Linked DNA regions of Gossypium hirsutum: region 2 is linked to region 1. A link is a contact called in public Hi-C data. All regions are on one chromosome and are shown on one strand. The core of a region is the stretch at or near the end of the contact, and the rest is flanking DNA. Distances in the headings are between cores, read along the strand shown.

Region 1 (4,444 bases), core at 1,434-3,933:
GAAAAGAACCACTTGAAAGTCAGGGCACTGCTACGGAAGGGCAGTGAGACTGTGAATACCTGGAATACAGTCTTCAGAAGAGGCTTGTTTGCAGCTTGCTCACGACCAATATCATGACACCACCTAAATGAAAAATTGTTCAAGAAAACCACTTGCACATACTACCGATTGCAATTAACTAATGTACAAAACAATGTCAAACACCATATAAGTGCCAAACCTTACATGTTTATGAGTACTATATCTGAAACCGCCAATGCAAAAAGTGCACTTTGTTTCTCAAATGCTGTGTCATCCTGGAATGCAGCAAAGAAATGAAGAAAATATATAAATAATAATGTAAGCTCTCTCCTTTCCCATTTTTCATTAAACACGTGAAGATCAGATAAAAATAAACAAAGCAAATATAAACACAGATTATTCACTCCATATTCCGCTATTATAATCGGAATTCCATCTCTTAATATGATTCAGCTTAATCCATAACTCTTAAAACCCAGAGTACGTTACAAAATTTTATTCTTTAATCGTTACAAAATTTTATTCTTTAATCATGATCATTCTGATTTCTTGAGCTTTCCCTAATCTACGATTATGTCCCGGAAAATTATGCGATTAAATAAATATCACCTATGGTAGAATTTTTATTAAAGAAAAACATAAAATCCAGAATTGAAAACTTCAATCACCATAAAAAAATATTTCAATATTACAACCATTTTCTAGATGGGTGAGGCTCCCTCCATACCACTTTAATCACCATTAATAAGTATTAATTTCTCGATTCATGGGCGAGTCTTACACAAGTAAAAGGTGTTGATAAGCATACTGAAAAGTAATGAAGGGAAGCCTAAGCAGGCACTTAGAGAAATAACTACTTGATTAATAAATCAAAATGTGTATCCATAAATATTCTTATTTTCCTTTTCCTTTGGAGGCATGGAAGGAGGGATATCGTGAATCCTATGCTTTGCAAAAACAAGCAAAAAGGATCTTATATTAACAAGGTAAAGTGAAGGCAAAAAACAAAGCAAGCAAAAGTAGTTGATGATATATAAAATAATGTAGTTTCAATTTTTGGACAACATATGGAAATGATAGAATGCAAGCTAGCAACAGCACCTCCCCTCGTTCTCTTCCATCAGTACCCTCCAAATCCATTACTAGAGTGCAAGGCTCTATACCAGCACATTTTGCCATCCAAATACCTTTAGTGGTTTGAGACCTGAGAAAAAGCACATTCCATTAGTTCTTTCTGCCAATGGAAACAAATCCAATGTGTTACTACTTATTAGAAAAACGTAAGTTACCTTCCCTTAAATGCATCCATTTCCCTGAAATTGGTGCAAAACAAATGATTTAACAGTGTGCTTTTACCTGTTGAGATCATGGAAAACAAAATAAAACTTTAAATGGAACAATCAGAACTTACACAGCTACCATGATAAAACACCAAAACTAAAATCTTCCATGGCATGTGTTAGAATTTAAAAAAAAAAATTATGCAAGAAAGATATATACAAAACTAAATACAGAAGTTTCCAATAATACCATATGGAAGAAGTTCGTATCAAAGTGAAATATGAAAAATATGCCTTTGTGCAAAGCTGCAGTGACCAAACTCCAAGTTTATCATACTCTCACATGCAACCCAAGTATTTCTAATTAAGTATCATTAAAGAAAATGAGAACAAATAAGCAGCTCAGTATGACCTAGGAATAGGCACCTAAGGACCAAGAAAAGGACAAGTATAAAGCAAGATGTCATTAAGATAACAAAGCATACCGCTGCTCTGAGGTCCCATGATAGCAACCACAGCATATGACAACCCACATTCAGCAAGCTTAATTTCCTTGATAAGGCGGTCAGTTCCAACATCATTGAACAATCCATCTCCATCAATAAGTTGAATTGAATGACATTCCTCAGTCGTGGCTGTGAAGCGAAATGTCCGTATTATGTTTCAGTAAAGAGAATGAAGGTTCCATCAGCAACGTTAAGATTAAAATATCCATATCAATTGATCAAGGAAAATTTAAGAATATCTCAACTAAAAACAGTTAGTATATTCAGTAATTCAGACAGATAAATTTGGCAACTTTAATATCTACGGAGCTGATAAGCAAAATCGGATTTTCTCTTTTTCTTTTTTAGTTTTCTTCAGTTTCCTCAGCAACCAAACATGCAGTATACATAAAATCTATCTATAGACCCGATCCAAACAGAAAAATTAACTTCAGACTACAATACTTTACAGAAACTCTTAAAAAACCTAAAAACCAAGTTTAAATATAAATTTTAACATAAAAGAGATCGCATCGCTCATTAACTAATAGTAAAAGAACAAAATTATTAAGGCGGCGCTGATGCTAAAACGCTCTGGTTCAGTTACATCATAGAAATTAAACAAGAAACAGAAAAATTTTAACTAAACAAAGGAAGAAACGGATCACTTAAAACAGCTATAAACAGAGAGAAAATAATAAGGCAAAACAGAAATGGGAAAAGAAAAGAATAAGATGAGACGATGCGATGCGATGCGAGAACGTACCCATTGAATCTTGTTTGAAATTGATAGCTCAGAAACTGAGGAGATCGATGTCAATGAAAGACAGAGAAAGAGGAGTAAAATAGAGAGAGGCTTTGAAACTTGTCTTGAGTTTACTGCTTTTTTCTTTTCTTTAAAAGTGGGCTGGACTGGGTAATCAAAGACCGCAAAGTAAATAAGTTTAATTTTATCTTTAGTCCCTAAACCTGTTAGATTTCTCAAATTTAGTCCTTTCTTTTTTAATTTCAAGAATTTGATAACTACTTATAATTTGAAAATTAGATTCTAATGTTATTATTTCATTTCTATTAATTTGAGTAGCAGAATTTTAATGTTCAAAAGTATGGTTTGAAAAATTAAATCTCAATTGTAATAATGTATTTAAATTTAACATAATTCAATTAGCAATGGGATAGGTAGTAAAATTTGAAAAGTAAAAGAGAAAAAATTAGACCCACTTCGATAATAATTTTTTTCCTTTTTTATTAAATTTTAAAATTTCTTAATTTCTTAATAGATTAAAAAAAAATCAATACAAATTGAACTCAATGCATGCATCCTCAAATAAGTCTCCATACACCTCCAAACAAGGTGCAAAGATGGAAGCATCTGATTAGTTGTCCAAGACAAAAGGGAAAAGTTTTGGTAGGGAATTGTGTTTGGTTGGGGGGTCAGCTGCACGATCACCGATTCTAGCAGTGCCCATCAGCCGCCCATCCCTTTTTTTGCAAAAAGTGGGCAGTGTGTGATCGGCTGCTTTAACAGTCACTGCGCACGCACTCTAATAACCCAATGTTTCATAGCGGCATGGGTCCAGATGGAACCCACCAGAAACCAAATTTAAAATGAAAAAATGGGTATGGTTAAACCTTATATAAGACAATTAAAAAAAATTTAAACTCGGTACCCAAAGAATATTAAATCTTTTAATTTAATCACTCATCAATTGTGAGTTTTTTAAAGAATTAATAAAATTATTGAAAGACATAAATATTTTTTTTAATAAATTTTGTTGTTTAATTGAGTTGGTCTTATTTAATAATAGTAGAAATAAAGTGAAAATGAGATTGATTTTGTAAGGAAAAAAAAAACATATTATTAATTATGGTTATTAATATATTTATAGTTGTTGTTGCGATAACTTTTCTGATTCATAAAATTTATTTTAAAATTACATATTTACTTATTTGTACACAAATTATAATAAAAAATAAGAATTGTAATAATTTATAATAATTATATAAAAATTGAGATATTAAAGGAATTAAACTTGTTATAATAAATAAATTTTATAACAAGATCAATTGAGTAAAATGTGTTTCTATATAATCTTTCATTCCTTCAACTAAACATCCAAATTTTATATTCCAACCAAATTAACTAAATAATATAATCCCGTATTCCACCCATAATCTTACATTTCCATAATATTATCACACAACATAATCTAATATTTCACAAAACAAATGTACCCTAGTAAATAAATTTGAGATGAAAAATTAATTGTGCAAACATTTTATTATTATTTTTACAAACATTTATTTTAAAGAAATGTCACATCTGAATTATGTAATTTTAGCACCTCTTCTAAATACGCATTTAATTTATGTATTGTTTGATGAATTAAAAAATTAAATGTGTTGAAATTAAATTATAAAATTTGTTTCATAAGTAAGTATTTATTAGAAGTATATTTTTTGATAATGAAAATCTTGAATTACAAAAATTTTTTATTTACATTTTATCATTATTTTTTATATTTTTTTATTATACTTGCAACATCCATTACCCGACTCAATCACTAGGTCAAAGTATCGAGATGTCATATTCGATGCTGAAGCAACTACGATCACTCCAAATCAATTTAATTTTTTTTTCAAGTTGTTAAGCTTAAA
Region 2 (4,444 bases), core at 1,441-3,940, 540 kb before region 1:
CTGGGATATGACTACTACATCACGTACAGGAGGGGTGCACAAAATTTGGTAGTTGATGCCCTATCCATAAAATCTCAAGAATCAGTGGGACAATCGTTACAATGTATATGAAGCATTTCATGGTCAGAATTATGGGAAAAAGAGTTAAATCTGTCTTAGTTGATTCCAAGCTACAACAACTATGCATCGAGCTCCAAGACAACCCTCAGAGGCACCCGAATTACTCATGGGATTGTCAGATATTAAGAAGAAAAGGGAAGGCAGTCGTAGGGAATGATGAAAGCCTTAGGAGGGAGCTATTCGAAAGTTTTCATAGTAGTTCATTGGGAGGTCACTCAAGAGCACACACTACCAAGGTTAGAATGTCCAGACAGATATATTGGAAGGCTCTAGCTAAGGATATAAGGAAATGGGTTAGGAAATGCCCTGTTTGTCAACGGTGCAAGGCAGATTTGGTAGCCTCTCCTGGTCTTTTACAGCCTCTACCCATTCCTCTCGTGTATGGCAAGCTATCAGCATGGATTTCATAGAAGGGTTACCTACTTCCCGCAACAAGAACACCAAATTAGTGATAGTCAATAGACTCACAAAGTATGGGCATTTCATACCCTCTCACACCCTTTCATAGCCATCACTGTCGCCCAAGAATACTTGACACATGTTTATAAGCTACATGGTATTCCTGAGACAATCGTGTCAGATCAGGACAAAATATTTGTGAGCAATTTCTGGCAAGAACTCTTTAGAACGTTGGGGTCTAAACTGTGTTTATCGACAGCATATCATCCCCAAACGAATGGATAGACTGTGGTTCTGAACCGATGCCTAGAAGGCTATCTAAGATGCATGGCTGGTGAATGTCCTAAGGAGTAGGTGCAATGGTTACCCTTAGCTGAATGGTGGTACAACACCACACACCATTCAGCGATTCAAACCACTCCATATGAGGCCTTTTATGGCCAAGTCCCACTCTAAAACTTACCGTATCCAGCTAGTTCTTCTAATGTAGCTACAGTAGATCGAAGCTTGCAAAACAGAGAAGCTATGAGGAGGCTTCTTCACTTTCATTTGAAGAGAGCTCAAGAGAGAATGATACAGCTTGCCAACAAGAAGAGGTCAGATAGGAGTTTTGAAATTAGAGATTGGGTATACCTTAGGTTGCAGCCATACCGACAACACTCACTCCGGAAGCTAAAGAATCACAAATTGTCACCTAAATACTTTGGACCCTTCCTTGTGGAAGCCAAAGTGGGTTCAGTTGCTTACAAACTAACTTTGCCACCGGGATTAAGAATTCACCCTACGTTCCAGGTCTCCCAGCTCAAAAGTTACATCGATAAGACACCACATTCGCCTATGCTGCCTGTAGTAGGGACTGATGGTACCCTCGACAAAGAACCATCAAGAATATTGGAAAGAAGAATGGTTAAGAAGGGCAATCGTGCGACAATAAAGGTGCTGGTTGAATGGTTCAACACCTACCTTGAAGACTCAACATGAGAGGATCTACAAGCATTACAGAAGCGATATCCTAATTTTCATCCTTAAGGACACGGATCCTGTTCGAGAAGGGAGTAACTGATACAGACCAAAATGGAAGGCCATGGTTTCAACTCTGTTTATTTCACACTATTTTTAATTTCTAATTATCATGCGTCAAACGCTGCGTTTGTCTGTTTTGTTTTCTTTAAATGGTGAGTTTTGTCCTGTTTGTATTGACACTATCTGTGTGTTTGTGCTGCACTCTTTTAACCCCGTATCACAGACATGAGGGGTATTATGAAAAATTGAATTATTCTCCCTTCTTGGTTCTCTTATCTCAACTGCTTTCATCTCTTCCTCTCTTAGTTCTTTCTTCTTCATTTCTTGTTCTTCCAGTAACGTTACCGACGGTATCATCTTCCACATTCCAAAACTTAACCAAAATAACTCCTTCTTTTGTCACCACAAAGTTAACCTCCTCTTTTGTGTACCAGATTGACTTGAATACTCGATACATAGCTTCATGATTAACCTTTTCAATGGACAATATTTTTCCTATAGCATAAGCCTCGAAACCCTGGGAAATGTTGGAGCCCGAATTTGTGTAAAAGATCTTTATTCTTTCTTCCTTCAAGGAATTTAATTTTTTTAATAGTCTGTTAAAATCCTATTCTATACTGGCACCCAAAGGAGACCCCAAGAAAGGATGAAAAAGCACAACCTGACTCAGGAAATTGAAAAACCACCACTCGAGATTCAAGAAACATGATGAATACTCCAACAATCTCTTTCATTCATAGAAACAAGAGAGAACACAATGTTTCATTCCATAGCCTGACAAAAGTCAACAGAGGCACAAAGGCACAGAAACAGGGCCAAGACCTAACAACGCTGAAAGCCACAAGAAAAGCTAAGAATCCTAATATAAACATAAAGCCAAAGAAGATAGAATTACACTAGGAAAAAGTACAATTATTTAATATTTATTGTAAAAAAGTCAAAAGATTTATTAATGGCATCCATGTAGAAGATGACAAAGAACCACGCAAGGTTAACGTAAAGAACCATACAAGAACCACATAATTTTTAAAAGAACATAAAAAAATTACTTAGAGAACAACAAAACTTATCAAGAAACTCTATCAACCAGGACCTAGATGCAACTTAGTCGATTCATAGTCATTCACGTACACAACAATCATACTTCCTCGAGCGGCCCGCCACTGTACCTAAAATGAGATCACACCGTTTGTAGGACCCACCCACCACTAACACTACAAAACAACCATCCAATTATCCTAAACAAAAGAATAAAGATGGACTCCACACACCGGAAAACAAGAACCAAATGTCTCGCAATATTTTTTTTAAGGTTTAATAATCTTAATCAAAGTATATAAGGAATTAAAAAGGAAAAGATGAGACCATTTTTAATCATCTTCATCTTTATCACGATAAGGAAAATGAAATTAGGGTTCTAACATTTTTCAAGTTTTGTTCTTTCAATTGGTAAGTGATTTCAAGCTCGTTTCTTATAATTTTTATGTTTTTGAGATTCTGAGAGCTTGGTTTAGCTAGCCTAGAGACTATTTTGAAAAAAAAATAAATTTTATAAAATTTACAATTAATGTATTATTGAAGTTTTTTTTTTTGGTTATTTGGTTAGATTTGAAGTTTAGATATGAAGAAAAAGACTTGATTTGTAAAATAAAAGTTACTAGTTTTGAACTTAGGGACTAAAGTGTAATAATTTTGAATTTTCATGAAATTTTTATAAATATAGGTTTTAATGGGCTATAGGAGGATGGATTTGAGATCAATTTCGAAATCAGATCTCAAATTAGAAAGTTATAACATTTTTTGTTTTATGGACTAAATTGAATAAAATGTAAAACATGAAGTATTATTCGATAGATTAAATTGAAATGTCATATGATTTAGATCGAGATTTACAATAACTAGTGGATATACGAGGAAAATAGAAAATTACTAAATAATCCCTGATGGCTAAACTATTGCTGTTTTTCCAGGTAAGTTCATACAATATAAACAAGTTTAAGTTGTTGTTAAGTTGTGTCTAAATGCATATATATGTTCTATTGAAAGTTTGGATTGTTTATGAATTAGTACATAGTTAGAGGTTGATTTTTTATGATCCCGAGCTCCAGCATTTGTGGTGAACTCGAAGATACATCAGATACAAGTTTAGCTCATATGAGTAACTTGATGTCGTTTTACTAGTTTACCTAGACGGGTAACCTTACATTTATATACAGCCCTACCAAGGCTACCAAGGCTATTTATTGTGTCGATAAAGGTTTAGTCCGGATGGGTAATCTAACACTGATGTATATAATTAGCTCGAACGAGAATTAGATCTGATTTGCACCTGTGTATTTAGTTGTTTTACGATGTTTCATCAAGAACAATAAAAGATAAGAAAGATGGAATTATGATATCTATATGGGCAAATGATGGATATGAAATTCATATAAAGTATGTTGATTTGACCTTGGTACATTGTCATTTAAGTTTCAAAGTATGATTGTAACACCTCAAACCCAGCCTAGACGTTATGGCCAAATCTGGTGTTGTTTCATGATAGTGCTTTTGATATTGTACTTGACGAGTAAAAATCGCTTCAGTTACTTAATCTTTGTTATGATTAAAACGTATCTCTTTTTCGCGGAAGCTTTGAAAACATACAATTTTAGGGAAACCTGTAATTAATTTTTGAAAGCCTTAGTTTATAAGAAAAACTATTTGTTTTTAGTGAAAGTAGAGTTTTGATCATGCTTGTCAAAAATAAAACATCAACAGTATAAAACCGAGTTAAAACCAGATAGTCCAAAGTCCCAGAAATTACAAAGTAAAACCCAAATTAAAAGAGGAAACAAATAATTAAGAAAAACTGCATTAATATAGTACGAAATCGTGGTGGTGACTGCCGAGACCTCCGCTG

Evidence for each region. Hi-C and Micro-C count contacts between places; a contact is called where the count stands out from the background.
Region 2: a Hi-C map of leaf shows a contact between it and region 1, with 2.7 times the contacts expected there. The contact joins the enhancer-like site here to the promoter of LOC107951850 in region 1. A contact is called at or near these places in 5 of 34 Hi-C or Micro-C datasets (leaf and petal).

The regions. Positions count from the first base shown.
Region 1 is chrA02:81,932,040-81,936,483 of Gossypium_hirsutum_v2.1, reverse strand. It overlaps LOC107951850 (protein ROOT HAIR DEFECTIVE 3), which reads right to left and starts at 2,683. Exons shown (of 23, transcript XM_016887013.2): 1 at 2,553-2,683; 2 at 1,787-1,936; 3 at 1,311-1,334; 4 at 1,123-1,225; 5 at 226-296; 6 at 60-123. The coding sequence starts at 1,836.
Region 2 is chrA02:82,472,492-82,476,935 of Gossypium_hirsutum_v2.1, reverse strand. No RefSeq gene overlaps it. Among protein-coding and RNA genes, the nearest start is that of LOC107951932, 67 kb to the left of the region's middle. Within about 2 kb of position 2,690, at least 9 of the 9 cell types and tissues checked have an H3K27ac peak or open chromatin away from gene starts, as enhancers often do. A contact at or near this core is called in leaf, where this site is marked.